Regions from separate parts of the Pan troglodytes genome. Here region 2 is linked to region 1. A link is a contact called in public Hi-C data. All regions are on one chromosome and are shown on one strand. The core of a region is the stretch at or near the end of the contact, and the rest is flanking DNA. Distances in the headings are between cores, read along the strand shown. Region 1 holds the start of TFAP2B (transcription factor AP-2 beta). Region 2 has its middle 560 kb from the start of PKHD1.

Region 1 (2,948 bases), core at 390-2,889:
AAAGAAAAAAGGAAAACAAAAAGGAGGAAGAGGAGAAAAGGAAAGACGAAACATAAAAAATTCAACCGGAAATAAGGGGTTTATTTCTGAAGTTCCTTCTGAAGCACCTTCTTTGTGTTCTTTTCCTTTGACTTATGTTTAAAAATTAAATTAAAAATCTGCAGAATTGTTTATTCTGCAGTTCATGAAGCTTCTCCTTGGTTTTGATTGAATCGACGTCCAACACGGTTGTCCGGAGCCCTGTACTCAAACAGCGTCCATCCCTGTTCGCGCAGAGCTGCACACAGCAGTCCTGGATTTAAAGACAATCACCCTTTGCAGATTCACTCTCACCAGGCTTAATAACTTCCACCCCAAATTGCCCCATCCCTCCTCGGTCCCTCCTGGCATTTCTTTTCTGTCCCAGGCGCAGAGATCCTCTTCTGGGCGTCTGTTCCGGCTATGAGAAGCTCTCCGCACCCTGAAAGGGAGTAGAAAAACAGAGGGGATGGGAAAGGGGGAACAGGGGAACAGATGAGTATTCATTTCATGATAAAATTCAGAATCCCTGCGCCTTAAATGGTGCCCATTTTCTAAGTCTGGTTAATATTGTTCTTGTTGCTGATGATGTTTTCCTTTTTAAAAACTATATGAATCATCTTATTCAGAAAAATTATACAAAAAAAGAAGAAACTCCACATGCACTAAAATATTTTTCACTATCTCTTTGAAGACATTCTGCTTAAACCTTTTCAAAGATTCGGGTGGCCCTTTCTTGACTCTCCATGATTAAAACCACTTACAAGTCATACACAACAGATGCAAATATAAAATGTCCTTGGCCTCTGCAAAAAAGGCTCAAAATTAACCTTGTCTGAACGTGTGCGTACGTTGCTTCCAACATCTGAAAAAAACTTGATAAAATGGAGACTCCAGCCAAGAGGAATGGTGCATGGAATCCGTTGAAAATGCATACAAACAACACCTAAAATAACAAGCAGCACAAACTGAGGTGTATTTAAGTTTCCAAAGGTTTTAGGTAAAATGACCAGAAAATATTAGAAATGGTCATTAACGGTGGCTAGCTTTTTTGTTCTATGGTGACAGAGATAAAGTTAAAAAAAAAAAAAAAGTTGTGTAGCCATCAACACAGAGATAGTCCTTAAAATCCCCCATATCCAGCCTTTCAAAATACTCTCTTCCGGAACATACATGAATAGGAGGGAGCTTTTGTGTTTAAAAATCTTGGTAAGTGTCCCCCTTTAAAATCTACATAGAAAATAGGGGACTGATGGCCCCTGGTTTCTCATTATGAATTGCAAAGACTTCAGTTATTGGCTACAATGATGTGTCATTTTCGATATAGAAGTTATAAAATGTATATATTATATTAATCACCCTGAACAACTCTTTGTTAAATGCACATTTGGAGTCTGCAGACTGTGTGACCCAGAGGTGCTTATATAACTATACGTGGGTGTCTGGGTGTAAATACGGGTTTATGATTTTTATAATATATATGTCTGTGGGTTGCATCTAACTCCTGTGTGTGCAATAATGTTTTTTCTCTTTGCTGAGGCTTACTTGTCCAGCCTATTGTTTGAGACAACAGATATAAGTTGCGATGGGAGAGGAGCGTCGGATTTGGTGTGTATCCCCCATTTCCAATTATAGATGGATCATTACAGACAGCGGAGTCCTGAGAAGCCAGACATCTGCTCCTCACATGAATGCACTCACCTCCTAGAGACCAGGCTGCCATCATGCTCTGGAAGCTCGTGGAGAATGTCAAGTACGAAGATATCTATGAGGTGAGTCGACACCCCCAGATGCATCTTAGAGCTTTGCAGATAGAGAATTTGAGCTTCTTGATACCCCAAATGATATATATTTTTAAGCTATTTACTCGTAGATTTCCGGTCGGTTTTCTCAGCTTTCTTTAACTTTTAGAAAAGCTGGCTAGGGAAGACTTCGCTGCTCTGAAAAGGGACTTTAAGGTTGAAGTCTGACAACTTTAATTTAGGAATGTTTTTATTTATTTTATTTTTCTTTCCCTTTTCCTCGCCTCCCCCCACCCCACCCCACCCTTTTAAGCTCTGATGGGGAATGTGGTGCTACTGAATGTGGGCACGCTGTCAGAGAAAATCGAGATTCTGATAAAGTCAGGGGCTTTTCTCGTTTTAAGTGTGGAAGAGAATTGGGTTTTCAAGCCTCATTTGTAACAGACTCGGGCTTTTAATTTTTATTTTCAATAAAATTTCTGAAATTGATAACAAATGGTTCCAAGTAGAGGACAGAGAATTAGCGGGAAAGAGGTAGATGGCTGGAGATATGGATGGATAGAGCAAAATAGAAGAAGTCGTAGCAGTTTATTATTTTCTGTTTTCTTGTGTTTTGCTTCCTTGAGGGTCACTGCGTCCGAACAGAAATCGCAGCCGCCCCCTGTGTGGGCATCTTTCACGGAAATTTCTGCCCACGTTCAATGCGTACGGGTCTCTAGCATTGAGGCTAGCTCAACTCTTCGGGGCAGGAGAAGTTGCGCCCAGCCAGGAGGACGCCAGCCGCCTCCGGGGCCCGGACCGCGCTCGCCAAAGCCCTTTTCCGGCTCGGGCAAGGGCTGACGCGGCCAGGCGGCTCCGCTACTCGCGGGCGAGGCGGACTAGGCGGATGAGGCGGCCGAGGCGGGCGAGGCGGGCGAGGCGCGGGGCGCGCGGCGGGCCAGGCTGGGGACCGGGAAGCCCGCGGAGCCTCGCTTTTAAGCGGAATGGCCTGGGACAGCCCCAGGTGGTTGCCAGGGGAAGGGAGGAAGGGAAGGTTCTGCTGAGACGTCGAGGTTGGAAATAAAAACTTCGGAAAGGCGAAGCGGATTTAGAAAAGGAGGGAAGTCGAGGCGGGCGAAGCGGGCCATGGAGATTGCTAAGAGGAAAAGTTGGAGAGAAAAGGAAGGAAGAGAAGCAGACTCCCGGGTG
Region 2 (2,785 bases), core at 86-2,585, 720 kb after region 1:
ACCTTGTCCTTCTGTCATATGCCAATCCTCCTTCCAGTACTTGGAGATAGTGATCATATTATTCCAAGTCTTCTCTTTTCCAAGTTAAACATCGTAACTTTCAACAGTCCTGCTTCATATGGCATGTTTCCAAATCCTAAATTTGTTCATTCAACAAACATTTACTGGGTCCCTGCACTGTGTCAGGTGGTGATACCCAGATGAATAAAGCACCACCTCTGCCCTCAAAGTCCGTATAGTCTATGCCCTAGCCTGGTGATATCCCCTTTATTTGCCTAGGATAAAACAACATGTTTGGTTGATGAAGTCTGAATTGCATCTACTTTTCTCGATTGCCACAGCGTACTGCCAAGCTTGCTCAGTGCCAAAACTCACATAGCCTATGCTTAGCCATATCCTTCCCTGCCTAGGCTTTTGCAGTTTGGTTTGCAAAGCTTTACAATTTTTCCTGCTGAATTTTATTTTCAACAATTTAGACTACCAAGCCCCAGCTATCAACAATTTTTATACATTTAATATGTTTGCTTTTATTCCAAATGATATGGCATGTAGTTATCAAATAAAAATGTTGAGCAAGGGGGAGTCTACGATGGAGCCCTGCCGTATTTACCCACATACAATCCAGTGGTCCTCAAATTTGTCCACAAGGCTCTCACAAGGAGCTTTTTCAAATGTTTCCCCAAAGTCTTGCTTCTATGTCAATTACATTTCCCTAATTATTGGTCTAAGGATTCTCTCAAAGGAAAAACTGAAGATGGAAGTAATTGCTTGTTTTTGATGACCCCTATGTTGGTTCTTAATGGTAGCTACTACATTCTCCAGGGATTGTTAAACCAGCCTTTCACTTAAAAAAAAAAAAAAATCTGAGTATTTGAGGGTGGAGGGAAAAGTACTAGAATTAAGAGCCTTGGTAATGTGTTTGGAACATCTCCTTTATTCCTCTTAGAAATCAGCCTGGCAACTCCAAATTCTCAGTTTTTCTGTCATCTCTCTTGCTTTCTCGAGATTTCTCCAAGATCAAGGATTACAGTTCAGTCATTTCAATTGCAAATCCCTTCTGCAGAAGTAAAGGTCAGGGTAGAACTCTCTAAAGCTGACAGGAAACATCCCTTGCCTCAGACAAGATCATCCTAATTAATAATAATCACAATAATATTGTGCTCTGCATTTTATCCAGGGACACCTGAACAGCAGAATGCTTTATGAACATTATTTAATTAAGTCTTATGACAGTCCCGTGAGGGGAACTGGGAAACTGAGAGATTGGCTTAATCTCTGCCTAGGTAAGGAGACCTGTCAGGAGGAGCAGGGCAAACATGCAGGAAGAGACAGGCTGGGAGGTTAAGCAGAGAATGCGGATTGATAGCAGATGTGCATTTAAACCTTTCTAACCATCTATGCACCTGGAGGAAATACCTACATCTGAATCCTTCTGAGGTGCTCCTGTGGAGTTTTATGTATGTCACTCCAAAATAATAGCAATAGTCTACATAATTCAGTGATTTTAAATTCACTAAAGCAAATGCTTGTTAAACAATATTTGCATTTTCTCTCTCTTTTGCTCTCCTCCCTCCCTCTCTGTGGCCACCTCTCTGGGGCTCAAATTTGTCAGCCACAAGACTGACTGAAGTACAAGCAAGTAAAGCAAATGACCACATTCATTGTCCATGACAAACCCAAACCATATTCCATCACATCCCTGTGGTCCGGAGCCTCAAGATCTAGCCTGGAGAAAGCTATTTCAGTGTCATCAAGGGCCATTCCATTCTTGACCCGGAGGGACATGTGACACCCAGTACACTGCATGGACACAGGCTGGTCTGCCCTAGAAAACTAGATTATTTAAAGGACTCCCCTAAACACCTAAGAAAAAAATACAATAAACAGTCCAACCTTTTTGTGAAACTTCCTTGAGAAACAAAGTGTGTGTGATATTGGATACTGACAAAAAATAATAATTTGCATCTTATTATACTTAACTTAAATATAACATATGGATACTATTTTTTTTCATCATGGGGACTTTTGAAATAAAACTATTACCTTCCTGAGAAGTACTTGGTAAACTAAATTGCCTAACTTAGCATACAACCACAAAATCAAGGTGTGTTGAATTGAATTAAAATAAGTTTAATGAAATGCCCTTTCCCAACGGAGTTTTCTTCCCTGGCACCTCACCACCTCCTAGCACTCACACTTTCAAGAAGTCTCGTAACAGGGTTCCCTGGTTGTGGTTCTCTTCTCCTGTATCCACACCTCACACTTACACCTCTGTGGACACAATGAGAGCAGAGAAAGGAATAACTTGTTATTGAGATAAGCATCAGCAAATGATCATTTGGATTACTGCATAATCTATGTCAGACGTAAGCCTGGGATGTCATCACCTGCACTTTGTGGGAAATTGCCATAATTCTCATTTTCACATTTTCACCATGGAAGGAAGTCAGTACAGCAGGCATCACTGGGCTCAGCACATTTAAAACAGCTTACACCTATTTTTCCGTTATGAATTCCTCATATATATATTTGAACATAGAGAGAAAAAATACATATACATTTAAATATATATTTAAGACATATATATACATATGCATATATATACACATGCATATGTATATATACACACACATGCATATATATATATATACATACACACCCCCCATATATATTCTCACCTCATCCATCTACTAGCAACACAGATTGCTTCAGAGATGAGGAAATGAAATGCTATTTTTGGAGAAAAGACTGATCTTTCATACAGATTGTCCAGAAAATGACCCAG

Evidence for each region. Hi-C and Micro-C count contacts between places; a contact is called where the count stands out from the background.
Region 2: a Hi-C map of induced pluripotent stem cells shows a contact between it and region 1, with 2.4 times the contacts expected there. The contact joins the enhancer-like site here to the promoter of TFAP2B in region 1. A contact is called at or near these places in 2 of 7 Hi-C or Micro-C datasets (induced pluripotent stem cells and stem cell-derived neural progenitor cells), 1 of 1 datasets of contacts at active chromatin or transcription factors (stem cell-derived excitatory neurons) and 1 of 1 other capture datasets (stem cell-derived neural stem cells).

The regions. Positions count from the first base shown.
Region 1 is chr5:56,666,134-56,669,081 of NHGRI_mPanTro3-v2.0_pri, forward strand. TFAP2B (transcription factor AP-2 beta) reads left to right here and starts at 1,640. Exons shown (of 7, transcript XM_016955661.4): 1 at 1,640-1,790. The coding sequence starts at 1,710.
Region 2 is chr5:57,383,711-57,386,495 of NHGRI_mPanTro3-v2.0_pri, forward strand. No RefSeq gene overlaps it. Among named protein-coding and RNA genes, the nearest start is that of PKHD1, 560 kb to the right of the region's middle. Within about 2 kb of position 1,336, at least 3 of the 24 cell types and tissues checked have an H3K27ac peak or open chromatin away from gene starts, as enhancers often do. A contact at or near this core is called in induced pluripotent stem cells, where this site is marked.